Regions from separate parts of the Mus musculus genome. Here region 1 is linked to region 2. A link is a contact called in public Micro-C data. All regions are on one chromosome and are shown on one strand. Each heading gives the region's core, a stretch centred on a gene start, on an enhancer-like site or on the middle of the called end of the contact. The rest is flanking DNA. Distances are from core to core; before and after follow the strand shown.

Evidence for each region. A called contact is a pair of places that touch in the nucleus more often than the background predicts.
Region 1: a contact with region 2 is called in a Micro-C map of brown adipocytes, with 7 times the contacts expected there. The contact joins the enhancer-like site here to the promoter of Vps25 in region 2. A contact is called at or near these places in 14 of 39 promoter capture datasets (the 3T3-L1 cell line, the C10 cell line, cranial neural crest and 7 more), 4 of 15 datasets of contacts at CTCF or cohesin (the NIH/3T3 cell line, large pre-B cells and pro-B cells), 13 of 484 Hi-C or Micro-C datasets (Kupffer cells, the N1E-115 cell line, bone marrow-derived macrophages and 7 more), 6 of 115 datasets of contacts at active chromatin or transcription factors (acute myeloid leukemia, bone marrow-derived macrophages, embryonic forebrain and 3 more) and 2 of 9 other capture datasets (adipose tissue and pancreatic islet).

The regions. Positions count from the first base shown.
Region 1 is chr11:101,393,730-101,396,598 of GRCm38.p6, forward strand. No RefSeq gene overlaps it. Among named protein-coding and RNA genes, the nearest start is that of Aarsd1, 22 kb to the right of the region's middle. Within about 2 kb of position 1,387, at least 12 of the 459 cell types and tissues checked have an H3K27ac peak or open chromatin away from gene starts, as enhancers often do. A contact at or near this core is called in adipose tissue and brown adipocytes, where this site is marked.
Region 2 is chr11:101,252,051-101,255,038 of GRCm38.p6, forward strand. Vps25 (vacuolar protein sorting 25) reads left to right here and starts at 1,657. Exons shown (of 6, transcript NM_026776.5): 1 at 1,657-1,757; 2 at 1,981-2,126; 3 at 2,893-2,946. The coding sequence starts at 1,705.

The sequences.
Region 1 (2,869 bases), core at 137-2,636, 140 kb after region 2:
AATTTACATAGAGCAAAGGATACGGGAACTAGGCAGAAACACGGACCTTTGTTGCTGCCTTTGTGTCCCAGTGAAGAGCTGGGAGGCTGTACGAAGACGAGGAGAAAATGTGATCTAGGGTCCGAGGAAGATGGAGTTTGAGAAGCTGAAAAACTAGAGGCAACACTCAAACCTCACTTTAAAAAGAACATACAGTGTGTGTGTGGGGTGGGGGGGGACTTTTGGGATAGCATTGGAAATGTAATTGAAGAAAATACGTAATAAAAAAAGGAAAAAAAAGAGAAAAAAAAAAGAGAGAGAAAAAAAAAAAAAAAGAACATACAGGAGCCAGGCGTGGTGGTGCACGCCTTTAATCCCAGCACTCGGGAGGCAGAGGCAGGCAGATTTCTGAGTTCCAGGCCAGCCTGGTCTACAGAGTGAGTTCCAGGACAGCCAGGCTACACAGAGAAACCCTGTCTTGAAAAACCATGGCCAGTGGTTAAGAGCACTGGCTGCTCTTCCAGAGGACCTGAGTTCAATTCCCAGTACCCGCATGGCAGCTCACAACCCTCTGTAACTCCTGTCCCAGGGGAATCAAATACCTTCATACAGTCAATGGACAGAAGATAAAGATAAATAAATAAATAGAACCCAGAAACCAGGCAGTGGTGGCACAGCCTTTAATCCCAGCACTTGGGGGATGGGGCAGAGAGTGAACAGGCAGATGGATCTCTGAGTTCGAGGCCAGCCTGGTCTACAGAGTGAATTCCAGGAGAGCCAGGACTACACAGAGAAACCCTGTCTCCAAACAAACAAGTATCTATCAAATGGACACAAAAGAATCCAAAGGAACACTGGCAACCAAGAAGTCAAGTGCAGCCTCTGAATTGCTTCAGGGGCAGGCACCATTTTGAGGCCTCTGAGCTCGCTAAATGCTGGAGATGCAGGAGCAAAGGCATAAAATGTCCATGTATCAGCAGTGTGAGCATGACTCTGTGGCAGCTCCTACGCTCAGGGGCACTGAAGCCCAGGCACCAAAAATAAAGGTTGAGGAAAGTCTAGAACTCCTTAAAAGGAAAAATGACAATGCCATGCTAAGCAACACACATCTGGCGCCCTGGCTATTTGGGTTGTCCAGGCAGGAGGACAGCAGAATCCAGGAAGTCAAGGCCAGGCTGGGCAATATAGCAAGACTCCTACTGAAAGAGGGAGGGACAGGGGCTGGGAGATGGTTCAGTCCACAAAGCGTTTGCCATGCAAGCATGAGGACCTGTGCACACACGTGTAGCAGCACACATGGAACACGTATGCACATGTACACATACACACTCAGAGTGGGAGAGGAGGGAGAAGGTAGGGACAGAACATAGTTTCCAGAAGACTACAAGTCATTTCTTGTTTGCCTGCTTGTGTTTTAGAACTCCCCTTATGTTCTACATCCTAGGAACCAGGAAACCATGCCTGCCTAACTGGACAAGGGCTCTTTTATCCTTGTTATTCCCCTTATTTAATTAGTTCATTAATTAACTTGGAGACGGGATCCAGTCCAGCTTCATCAGCCAGACTGTGTACCAAACTGAGCTACATTCCAAGCCTTCTCTGCCGCTGCCAGAGGCGTCGGCAAGCACAGGCTCCCAGCGCCCTCTGCTGTTCTATCTGTCACAAGGGAAGGGTTATTGGGACTGACATTGCTGAAGGGTCCTCATCTGGGCAAGAAGCTGTAAGGGCAGAAGAAACTGCAAAGCTTTGTACAAAACTCCGGACGAGCTCACTCGCTTGGATCACAACACAGACACTGAGAGGAAGCAGTGGGAGCCAAGGGCCTGACCTTTGCCACGATGATGGTTTTTTTCAGACTTTCTAAGCCGAGTAGAAACCTTCAAGACATCCAGAGCAAACGCATCAAAAGTGGAATGTTAGGATCACTTAATGCTATGTGTTAAGCAGGGTTCCAGAAACAAGGAGGAAAAACAGCAGACTCAGGAAGAGGTAGAAAGAACTACAGGCTTACCTTTAGAGCCCCATAAAGATCAATTCCTGGAGCCCAGGAAGACAGACTAGAAGGTAAGAGCATTTGCTGCACAGATGTGAGGACCCGAGTTCGAATCCCTAACACCCATGTAAAACATGGCTGCACATGCCTGTTTCCCCAGCAGTGGGAGGTGGAGGCAGGTGGGCCTGGAGTTCACTGAGCATTGGCCTACGTTAGATAGTGAGCTTCCAGTTCAGAGAGAGACTGAGACAGAAAGAGTCTTTCTCACAGGAATAAGATGGAGAGGGGTAGAAGAAGACACCTGACATTGTACTTAGGTCTCTTCATGTGCAAAGACAGACCAGAAGAAACCCTGGCTGTGGAGAGCTTTTGGAGCCCACTTGGTGGAAATTTGACATTGGGCCAGGACAAGGAAGTAAGCTTGGGCAGGAATCTAATTTTAGGCTAGAACAAAGAAGTAGGCTTCAGGCAAGAATATGACTTTGGGCTTTTACCTCTTACTCTCTTGCTCTTACTCTTTCTCCCCTGTTCCCCCTCTCTCTGCCTTCCCTTCCCCCCTCTCTCCACGTGTTCATGGCTGGCCTCTGCTTCCCTACTCTTTCCCTCTCTCTGCCTTTGTACAATAAATGCCTTAAAACCAAAAAACAAACAAACAAACAAGCAAACAAAAGAATATGACTTTGGGCTTGGACATGGAAGTAGGCTCAGATATCTTGGTCATCCTGATAATGCCTTAGAAACAGTGATCGTGGGACTTTGTTTATTGCCTTGCTTGTTCCTTGATGATTTGTGTTTATTGTCTTGCTTGTTTCTCAAACTAGAGCTGACTTTATCACTTGCATGTAACTAAAATGGTATAAAAGCAGATTGGGAAAAATTTATTTCACCTCAGCCTCA
Region 2 (2,988 bases), core at 407-2,906:
AAAGAAGGTGGGTCTAGAGAGATGGCTTAGCAGTTAAGAGCACTGAGTGCTCTTCCAGAGGTCCTGAGTTTAATTCCCAGCAACCACATGGTGGCTCAAAACCATCTGTAATGGGATCTGATGCCCTCTTCTGGTGTGTCTGAAGACAACTACAGTGTACTCACATATCTAAAATAGATATATCTTTAAAAAAAACAGACCATGGACACAGCACACACATGTAATCTCAGTTCTCAGAAGGTTGAGGCAGTGGGATTAAAGGCTGAGCTCTGGGATAAAGGTGTGCTCAGCTAACATTTTTTTTTTCTTTTAAGATTTATTTGTTTATGTATGTATATGAGTACACTGTAGCTGTCTTCAGACACACCAGAAGAGGGCGTCAGATCTCATTACGAGTGATTGTGAGCCACCATGTGGCTGCTGGGATTTGAACTCAGGACCTTCAGAAGAGCAGTCAGTGCTCTTTACCTGCTGAGCCATCTCACCAGCCCTAACATTACTTTTAAATAGAAATAAAGTGAGCTACACAGAAAGGGAGGGAGGCATGATGATAGTGATATCCGGAAAGAAATTGAAAAATTGAGGCAACACGTTACTTGTAAAGGAAGAATGGCAGTTTTGAGTTCAAAAGGCAAAGGAAGAAAAAATGGGGAGGAGCTTTGGAGCTATGAATTAAACATTGTGACAGAGAGAGATTAAGGGATTCTCACAATAATTCTTCAGGGAACAGAAAGATAGACACAGGCGGACTATTTTGAATGAGGATAACAGGGAATCAATGAAAACAGCCCAGCTTCTTCTCGCTCTTTAAAGGTGAGCATCTCCTAGCAGCCCAAGGTCAGCCTTCTTTTCAATACACCTTTTGTTTAGTGCTCTTATCCCTTAAATGGGTTCATATTGCATGTCAGGTCAGAAGACTCCCAAACTTGTATTTCTAGATCCAACAAGGCTCCCCTGAGAGTCCAGTAGTGAGATTAGTCAGCGAGCCCGGGACTCAGTAAACATGTTCTGGTTGGTCTTCAGCAATTTTCCACAGCTCAGCAGTGGAAGTACTGTTGGGAGAATGGAAACAGTAATTCTGGTTTGGGAACTGACCCGTAGTTTAGGCAGGCAAAGGGACAGATCTGACTAGTGTAGGCTGGGTATGAGTCAGATGAAGCCAAAGGGATTCCAAGTCTGGGGTCTAGAAAGGAAGAGGTTAAGAGCTAAACGTTAGTTTTGATTCTTTGAAAAAAGCAATAAGTTTTGATTCTTTGAAAATCGCGTATAGCGATGCAAACCACACAATATGCTCCCATGATCCTACAGGAAATTTAAGAGTGAAGTCAACCTGGGTGGGAATGCAGGAAATTTCGGCATCATGAGTTTAAATTGGCAACCGACACGAAGGTGAAGCCTCCAGATGTGGATTCTAACTTGCGTTCGGCTGACCTCGCAATTTGCAGAGGGAAACTACGTGTCGTCGTCCCCCCCCCCCCCCCCCGCCCCCGTTTCCCTCTGTTTAAGCGACAAGACCCAGAACTCCTGCGCTTCATGTTGAAGTTTTTCTTTAGACAGCAGCAGATTGGTGACAAGAACCGTTCCCATCCCACTGCGGCGCCTCCCGAGAGGAGTCCGGAACCTTTCTGCTGTGCTGTCAGCCCGGACATGCTGAGGCGGAGACCGGAAGCCCCTTGTCGGTTCCGGGTTTTCTGGGCTACTACGATGGCGATGAGTTTCGAGTGGCCGTGGCAGTACCGCTTCCCGCCCTTCTTTACGTGAGGCTCAGACCCTGAGAAGCCCAGTGTAGCTCCCTCCCGTCCCCGGGGCCCAGGGCTCAGCCCTGATGATTCACTTGGGGTTCCGGGGGAGACGGGAGCTGCCGGCCGCCTTCCTGTCCAGCCAGCCCGTCACTGTCTCCCCCTAACGTGCTGCTAGGCTGGTGCTGCTGCCGCCCTCTTCCACGCTTTAATTCCTCGTCCTGCTCCCTTCGCCCGGCAGGTTACAGCCGAACGTGGACACCCGGCAGAAGCAGCTGGCCGCCTGGTGCTCTCTGGTTCTGTCCTTCTGCCGCCTGCACAAACAGTCCAGCATGACGGTGATGGAAGCCCAGGAGAGCCCGCTTTTCAACAACGTCAAGCTACAGCGTATCCTCCCTCAGGCTCTTCCATAGCCCACCCCCAGCCCCCACACACACGCACTCCCACACTTTTCTACATGCCCAGACTGCATCTCCCCACCTCCCTTTACCCACAGTAGGCAGGCTTCTATTCAACCTGGACTTGGGAAACAGCAAAACTAAATGGCAGATAATCATTTTATATGCACTTTTGCAGGCAGTGCAAGCTCCCTTTACCCTAGTTAATGAGTGCTGGGGTCTTTAAGTCCCAAGCTTTACACACTGGACCCTTTAAAACTATTTGAATCTCCTCTCTGTGAGCCTCAAATCCCAAACCATCTTTAATAATTTTTTTGACTTGCCCCACCTCTCCCAGGAAGTGAGGGTCATTTATTTTTGCTCTCTGATTCATAGGTAAAATTTGTGGAGAAAAAGGCACAGAGAATGAAGTAAAGGGTAACACCCTTTATTTTCTAAAACTCTTGCCTTTTATTTGAGACCTGATCTCTATAGCCCAGCCCAGCCTTGGACTGGTGATTCTCCTGTGTCCATCCCATAAGAGCTGGTATTACAGGCCTGTAACACACTTTGCTAGTTCTTCCTTCTAACTGGAAGTTTCTTTTTACCTCCTTTTCCAGAATATTGAGGAAATGCAAACATATCTTCTTCAAAAATTGCATGTATGTATGGCAGGGAAAGGAGGGGGCTAGATCATTCTTTATCGTGGGCCGAACTCCGAAAATGTTTTATTTAACCTAATTTACATGTAGGCCATTCCCTTAACCTTAAGCCAGGGAAACTTCCTGTGGAGTCAATTCAGATTGTATTAGAAGAACTGAGAAAGAAAGGTGGGTTCAGTTCTCAGATACCTGTTGGTTTGTTTGTCTGTT